3 separate regions of the Mus musculus genome follow, and all the other regions are linked to region 1. The links are chromatin contacts, called in public HiChIP or PLAC-seq maps. All regions are on one chromosome and are shown on one strand. Each heading gives the region's core, a stretch centred on a gene start, on an enhancer-like site or on the middle of the called end of the contact. The rest is flanking DNA. Distances are from core to core; before and after follow the strand shown.

The links. HiChIP or PLAC-seq counts read pairs in DNA pulled down with a chosen protein or histone mark.
Region 2: a contact with region 1 is called in an H3K27ac HiChIP or PLAC-seq map of extraembryonic endoderm stem cells. The contact joins two enhancer-like sites. A contact is called at or near these places in 17 of 484 Hi-C or Micro-C datasets (the BV-2 cell line, ECoMG-derived neutrophils, the G1E-ER4 cell line and 11 more), 6 of 115 datasets of contacts at active chromatin or transcription factors (embryonic basal ganglia, embryonic stem cells, extraembryonic endoderm stem cells and 1 more) and 1 of 9 other capture datasets (embryonic stem cells).
Region 3: an H3K27ac HiChIP or PLAC-seq map of extraembryonic endoderm stem cells shows a contact between it and region 1, with 4 times the contacts expected there. The contact joins two enhancer-like sites. A contact is called at or near these places in 1 of 39 promoter capture datasets (neural stem cells), 2 of 115 datasets of contacts at active chromatin or transcription factors (acute myeloid leukemia and extraembryonic endoderm stem cells) and 1 of 9 other capture datasets (embryonic stem cells).

What each region holds. Positions count from the first base shown.
Region 1 is chr5:75,366,292-75,368,977 of GRCm38.p6, reverse strand. No RefSeq gene overlaps it. Among named protein-coding and RNA genes, the nearest start is that of Mir7025, 190 kb to the right of the region's middle. Within about 2 kb of position 1,362, at least 6 of the 459 cell types and tissues checked have an H3K27ac peak or open chromatin away from gene starts, as enhancers often do. A contact at or near this core is called in extraembryonic endoderm stem cells, where this site is marked.
Region 2 is chr5:75,829,132-75,831,817 of GRCm38.p6, reverse strand. No RefSeq gene overlaps it. Among named protein-coding and RNA genes, the nearest start is that of Gm32727, 150 kb to the left of the region's middle. Within about 2 kb of position 1,302, at least 59 of the 459 cell types and tissues checked have an H3K27ac peak or open chromatin away from gene starts, as enhancers often do. A contact at or near this core is called in extraembryonic endoderm stem cells, where this site is marked.
Region 3 is chr5:75,798,927-75,801,612 of GRCm38.p6, reverse strand. No RefSeq gene overlaps it. Among named protein-coding and RNA genes, the nearest start is that of Gm32558, 130 kb to the right of the region's middle. Within about 2 kb of position 1,317, at least 24 of the 459 cell types and tissues checked have an H3K27ac peak or open chromatin away from gene starts, as enhancers often do. A contact at or near this core is called in extraembryonic endoderm stem cells, where this site is marked.

The DNA.
Region 1 (2,686 bases), core at 113-2,612:
TGGGCACTGCCTTTGCAAGTGTCACTTGCTGGCAGCTTCCCAAAGGCCGCAGTGCCTGTGTCTTGACTTCCAGCTTTCTGTTGTGACTTTGACCTTCAAGCACACTAGGGCAGAAACCAACAGACAGATCAGGGAACCCCAGGCTCCATTGCCTGCTGTCATCTGCCTCTAGGCCACAGAGGGAGCTTACAGGGACCACGGGAAGACAGTCTGGGTCTGACTTTGTCTTTAATGTCACATGTTTAGGAAGCTCACATTGACCCCCTGCCCTGGCCTCGATCCTATGTACATACTGGGACCCCAGAGTTAGGAGTAGTCACAGTCCCTACCATAAAGAACTTACACTCTGCTGGGGCCTGAAATGTGACGGGAACCTAGGTTCCACTTGGCCCCGAGGGTGGAGCAAAGTCAATGGGCTCCTCCTTTTTCTCCAAGAGCCAGCCAGCTGCCTGCTTTTTGGTCACCTCCCCTATACTGCCTATTATTTAAGGAGATTTCCCACGTGGTCCTTTTCTCCCTTTTTAATTTAAGGAGCTGTGAACTGAGGCTAAGAAGACATCTTGCCCTTCTCTGTTTATTCTCTGTCTGATTAAAAAAATAAATCAAAGATGGCAGAAACGAAATTCAGCCTTCAGGGGGCCCCTGTGAAGGGCTCTCAGAGACCACAGGACTCTCCTGGAGTGTGAGAATAGAACCCCAAACGTCGTCCATTCCAGCTGTGCTAGCATCATTGGGAGGAAAAAAATCTAGACAGAGATGCTGCACAGTTAGAAACGTTATCTTTAAAATCACCCACATTGTGAGATAGGGACACCCAACTGAATCTGGAGCTCACTGATTGGCCGGACTGGTTAGCCAATCAGGTCCAGAGATTCTCCTGTCTCCCAGCCCCAGCAGTGAGGTACCATAAACAAGCCACATGCTTGAATACTGGGGATCAGAACCCAGCTGCTCATGACTGGGCCACAAAGATTCTGAAAACAGGATTTCTAAGGTGAGGTTCATGGGTGGACTGTAGGGGATCTCTCAGCTCCCCAAAAGTGTACACATACTTAGGGTTTGAGGGGCAGTTTCCTGAGAGATGAATTAGAATTTCTAAAATAGGTTCTCAGCGGCGATCTATTATCCACACAGAGTTAAAGTGAACTTTCCCAATGCACTTGAGTTAAACCTTAAGTCTTAAATGTCTCAGCCCTTTTGAAGAGTAAAAGCAAATTTGCCCAGCCAGGTTCTATAGTCCGAATGCCACCCATAATTAAATGATACAGCCTGTGCTTATAATGGGAAAGCTAGCCCCGTAGGCTTCTTGACTGCACTGTTTATCTAGTACACAGCTCAGCTGAACTGTTGCTTTATAGCTTGCTCTCCAAGTAAATTGTTCTCTTCTTAAGGCAAGGCTTTGTTTCTTAGACACCCTTGTATGACGTCAAACACCATTCTTCTCCCGCTGGCCTGCTGATTGCAAGGTATCTGTTATTTAAGTATTCCCTGGTAACTACCCACCTAGCTCGCTCTGAGCTGGCCTAGAGGAGAGCCATGTAATGATAAAAAGCCATTATTGGCCTTTTTAATGTTTAACTTGGTTTGCTTTGCAATCTCTCTGAAATTAGATTGCTTAGGTATGGTATCCTCCTCTCTACAGGAGAGATAGCAATGAGCTTGTGCTTTGGATATGCAAATCACCCGATTCTAGATAACAAGCCCTTAGTACAAGTTGATAGAAACACAGTTTCTTAATTATCTCTCCTAGTCTTAGCCAATTAGACCTACAGTTTTGCAGAGTCGAAGGACAAGACTAATGGACCCCAGTGTTTTGATGTCACCCTCAGTTTCTATGCCCAAGCAAGCTTCCTGGAAGTCCCCTTTCTACTTCCTGAGCTGAAGAATAAGAGAACGAGGCTTCTAGCAACAATGTACAGCTACGGGGAACCCCAGGCTTCCAAGGGCTCAGCCAACATCCTATGTCCATCACTTAAAGCAGATGAAACGGTTTTCATCAACTTTACTGACAAATAAGGAAATGCTGAAACTCCTGCTGACAGCCATTCAGCCGTGTTTTATCATTATTGAGTTTAAACAGCAATTAATGTTTCACAAATGTAATTCCCCCAAGGCCCAAAGAGTTTGTGTTGCTGATGTTATTCTCCTCAGTTTGTAGACGAAGAAACTAACGTGCAGAAAGGTGAACCCGTCGAACCGCATTTATACAGTAGGGATGCGACGCAGACTCCAAATGAAGTTCTCCCCGCTTCAAAGCTGAGGATCTTTAACGCTGCCTCTCAGTGCTCCCAGTCCGGATTCTGAAACGTCAGATGATCTGACTAACTTCCCAAGCTTTCCCCCAAGCAGGGGTTCAAGGACACCCTAGAGTTGGAGAAGTCACTGTGTTAATTTCAGATTCATTAGCCCTAACTCGGGCAAATTATCTAAACCTGGTTCAATGGGGCCATTTAAACATTTAAACCTTGGAGCCATTTCTTGTCTTTTTTTTTTTTTCTTAAAGATTTAAGAAAAAAGATTTTTTTATTATTATACATAAGTACACTATAGCTGATTTCAGGCGAACCAGAACCAGAAGAGGGCGTCAGTTCTCATTACGGGAAGTTGTGAGCCACCATGTGGTTGCTGGGATTTGAAACTCAGGACCTTTGGAAGAGCAGTCATTGCTCTTACCCACTGAGCCATC
Region 2 (2,686 bases), core at 53-2,552, 460 kb before region 1:
TAAGTCAAGCCCAGTCGTTATTTACGTTCTTATTTTTTGCTAGTAAAAATGGCGCTTGCTGGGGAGATGACTCAGCGGTGAAGTGGTTGCTGAGCAAGTGTAAGGAATGGGTTCAGATCCTCAAGGCTGTGTAAACACTGGGCATGGCTGTACACATCTACAATCCAAGGAAAGGGGGTAACCGGGAGGCTCTGGGGACTCGTGGGCTGCTAGGGTTGTAAATGGTGATCTCTAGATTCAGTGTGAGACCCTAGCCTAAGAACATAAAGTGAACAAGAAACTGAGGAAATATCTCAACATCAACCTCTGGTCTCCATATATAACCACACAGGTGAATAATGCCCCCATCCTCAACACACACACACACACACACACACACAGACATACACATACATATACACAATACACACACACACAGACATACACACAAACACACACACATATATACACACACATAGACACATACACACACATACACACAGACATACACACACAGACATACACACAAAAATAAACACATACCTACACATACACATAGACACACAGACACACACATACAAAAACACACACATATACACACACATAGACACATGCACAACACACTCACAGACACACAGACACATACATATACACACAGACACACACACTCAAAACAACAGATATACACACATACACACTCAGACAGACAGGCAAACACACACATATACACACAGAAACACACATATATACACTTACACACATATACACACAAATAAACACACACAGACACACAGAGAGACAAATACACACAAGACACACAGAGATACATAGAGACATACACAGACACACACAGAGACACATACATACACACATACACACACATACAGACACACAGACACACACATACATACATACATACATACTCACACAGACATACACACACACACACACACTCACATTCACACGACACACAGACACTCAGATACTTACATAGACACACACACACACACACACACACACGCACACACACACTGAAGCTTGGTAGTGTGAGCCTTAAGTTTCACAATCACTCCTGGTGGAGATGAGCACAAGATATGATTTAAAGAACTTGTCTCCAGCACAAGGAGAACATGGTCAGTGTGGAGAATACCTGATGGCATCTGACTTCCAGCCCAGGAGGCAGGTAGAAAGCATGAGGCCTGATGTCAGCCCCCTGGAGAGGAGATGGGGAGGAGGCAGGGGACAAACTAGTAAGGCTGTCTCTGCATCTGCAGCGAGCCTGTGTCTATCAGTCAAGGAGGGACCACGTCCTCAACACAGAGATTCAGCAGGGGATGAAACAGATGGTTCCTGTCACTTGAGGTCTCTCCAAATAAGTAAACCATGCAGTGTGTCAGACACTGACGGCTTCTCTGGAGAAAACCAGTGAAAGGGGGGAGGGGCTGAGAGCACCTGTGGTTTGCCAGTTTAGGAGGGAAGTCCTTCCTGAAAAGATAAGAGTGATTAATGACTCAAAAGCAGGGGGTAGGGAGGAGGGGAAAGAGAGAGGAGGGGAAGAGAGGGGGAGGGGAAGGTAGAAGGGAAGAGGAAGGGGAAGATAGAGGAGGAGATAGAAGGGGGGGTACAAGGAGAGGGAGAATGAGAGAGAAACAATGGTGTGTATGTTGGACACAAAAGTCGAGAGCAAGTGCCAAGGCTCCCAGACAAGAACATTTATGAGTGTTGAGGGAGCAGCAAAGACAGCCAAGTGGCAAACAGGGAGTGACTGGGGGTATTGCAATGGTGGGGCTCTCTGCCTGTGTGGCAGTCTGTGTCAAAGGTTGGCGGCTTAGCTTCACCCTGTTCATAAGTCTACAAGATGGGCATAGCTTGGTGGGGGCAACTTGTCTCTATTCCATGGGACATTAGCTGGGATAGCCTTGGAACGTACATGTTGGCTATAAACTGGAAGCTCTGTGTGGAACTATTAGCTGGGGACCTCCATCCTATCTATGTAGGATGCTCCCCAGGCTAAGACTGCCTTACCCATGGTAGCCATGTCCCAGGGGCAAGTGTTCCACATGACAGGCCACAGAAGCTGCCAGAACCTGTTCGTGAAAGAGGTCATGAAGGCCAGAAAGGGAGGTCTCCTGCCTCTCACTGGGAGGCATGGCAACTAAGTTAAATATCATATTTTAAAACTGTTATAGAGAACACATATCTTTAATACCAGCAGTCAGGAGGCAGAGGCAGCCTGATTTCTTTGAGTTCAAGGCTAGCCTGGTCTACATGGTAAATTAAAGGCCAGCCAAAGCTGAGACCCTGTCTCAAAACCAAACCAAACCAAACCAAACCAAACCAAACCAAACCAAACCAAACCAAACCAAACCCCAAATCTTCTTTCCTGGAACTTTTTGAGCATGGCTGTAATTAAGTGTAGGGTAGGTATTTGCATCCAATGCTCTGCTATCCCCAATATCATTTGGAAAATCTGTCAGGCTGGAGAAGTAGCTTAGCAGTGAACAACACTTGCTGCTTTAGCAGAGGACCCAGGTTCCGTTCCCAGAACCCACATGGCAGCTCACAACTCTCTGTACTTCAGTTCCAGCGGATCCAACACCCTCTTCTGAGCTCTATAGGAATCCAGCATACCTGTAGTGCACAGACATACATGCAGGCAAGCACTTGTATATATAAAATTACAAGTAATTAAATCACTTTAAAATTG
Region 3 (2,686 bases), core at 68-2,567, 430 kb before region 1:
AAGGTGACTCTTTCCACTTCAAAAGACCCAATTTAAATGCGGGACTTCCTGCCTCAAAAGATCTGGATTAAAAGTATGTCTTCCCAATTCAAATAATTTAATTAAGAACATTCCTTCACAAGTGCACCCAATAGCTTAACTTACGGTTTAGTTAATTTCAGATGTAGTCAAGTTGATCACCAAGAATAGCCGTTATACCTGGAAAGTGGGCTTGATTTCTGAACACATGGACACCGGTCAAGAGATAGCAGGGAACATGCCCTTGGTCCACATTCGTCCTGTGCGTGTCTCATATTGGAAATTAACATGTCTAAGAGGGTTCAGAGCTGAGTCTCGTAAAGGGGACATTGGTAGAGAGAGGTCCCTTCTGTCTCATTCTGAGGGTGCTATTCTGCTCTCACTCTGGGTATAGCTCCTGAGGTCCACTCTGCATCCTCTGCATCCCACTGAGGCAAATTTAACCTCCTCATCTTAGAGTACAAGGCCTAATACCACCTGGTCTCAGCCTAGTCCCCGCCTTCCCTCAAGTTTTCTATGACCTTTCCAATTGAAAAGTCACTTTGTTCTAGTTTCACCTGAAATCCCAGAGAGAAGGAATTCTGCTCTCATGGCTTGATAAACTTCAGTCGAGTGCTTGAAAGCATGTGAGTGCTGTTCATTAAATCATACGCTTACAATGTGTTGTTATTTCTGGTTCTCGTCTGCCTTCTTTATAAAAACAAATCCACTAAGGTGGAGTAGCCAGCCTTTACTCAGGGACTGTCACCATGTTCCTTCTTTTGGGGAAGCTGTTTCTCAGTCTCTCAGCCCTTACAAAACTCCCTACTTTACTGTACGATTGATCTCTGTAGCAGACCTCCTTCTGCCTCTAGCAGCTGACAACACTGAGGGAGTGAAGTTCTTTCCTATTAGCTTTCTGGTTGCCCCTACGTGGAGGAGGATTTCCTCTTAGGTAGAAGGGTCAGGAAGATGAAACTTGAAGTTCCTGTTTTTTTATGTTATCATCCTCAAGAAGATAACTGCTAGAACAAAGGGAAGAGGAGATAAAACAGGAGGAGAAAATCTGGAATGTGTCCGGGGCTTTCGTTCATGTCCTCGCTGTCACGTCTAGAGTTTGGGTGTGTGAGTCAATGAATTTCTCTTTTGCTTCAGCTAGCTTAAATTTTAATTGTATGAGCTGAGCCCATGAATTCTGTAAAGTTCTTTTCCCAGGCAGAAGTCAATATTCGTTTGTGTACAAGTTCCTGGGGTGCCCAGCACGGAAGGGGCACAGCAAATGCTTACTGTTTTGAAGCAGATTATAAACCGGTTGAATTAGTTTATTGAGAGCTCTGCTGGAGAATGAAAAGAAAGCACCCAGTGTTATGCTGTGTATTGAAAGGACAAGGGCTTGATGTTTTATGTGATTCAATGAGAGCGAAACAATACAACAGTCTCGGAAAGGGATAAACGCGCTGCTGCCAACTTGGCGAAGGGAAAGCTGAGAGGGCAGGCCTACCCATCCCCTTCCTCCTCCACTAGCGACTTGCTTTACCTTTTAGGAAAGAATACAGTTGGTTTTGCTCATTAAAGATAGAAACTGGAGATGTGTGTTTTCTTCCTTGAGCCTGGTTGTAGCTCACTGTCCTCCTGGGGCTTTGGAAAACAAGGAACAAAGCCAAGAGAGGCTCATAAGTCCAGTGACTCAGAACCAGCACGGGGCCTCTGTTGTACCTATGTTCAGTCATTGGACAAAATGAAGAGTCATTATAACAGTGCCAGAAAATGCACCCACAGCTTCCCCAGGCTGGGATGGCTGGTAGAACTTTGAGGTTTGCCAACTTCGGTGATTGCACCAATCACAGGTTCATGGTCTGTAGACAGTCGATAGACTGTTTAAACAGTCTATTGCTTGTGAAAAGAAAACCAAGTGCTATTTATTCTTGGAGCAGAATAGAACCTTAGAGGTCATCAATTCAACCTCCAATGGCTGCAGAGTCGTTTCCATGTCTGCTTTTTAATTAATTTCTGAATTCCTTCTAAACTCATTCCTAAAGAGTGGTCCAAACCTTTAGAAAATCTATTCCATCCATGGACGCTCAGAAAATCCTTTTTTTTTTCTTTAATAAAAATGAAAACTGCTTTATGAACTTTCCTGCTAAAGACTCAAACGTCCTTTCATCTACATTGTAGGAAATACACCTAATCACTCTACAAAATCCTTTCCATATTCAAGGCACCTATGGCAACTCTCTAGGGAACATAGCCGATTCTTCATTAGTCCCAAATGGGACCTTAGCATTTTAATCTCCTTTAGGGCAAGCAGTGGGTCAGACAGCAAAGAAGAAAACGAGACACACAGCCAAAGAAACAAGAAACAGCTTACTCCTCAGTGGCCCTTGAAGTAGTCTCTGTGACTCATCTGCTTTGCTTAGTCTCTCTTTCTCTCTCTCTCTCTCTCTCTCTCTCTCTCTCTCTCTCTCTCTCTGTCTACCCCCACTCTCTGTTTCTCTTGTTTTTGATATTTTGAGACAGACTCTCACTATGTAGCTCTGATTTCCCGAAACTCACTGTGTAGAACAATTGGCTTCAAATTCACAGACACCCACCTTTCTCTGCTTCCCAAGGGCAGGGATTAGCAGTGTATACCTGGCCCTTTCCCAACAACAGGTTCATCATTGCTGAGAGCCATCCCTTCTAAGCATCT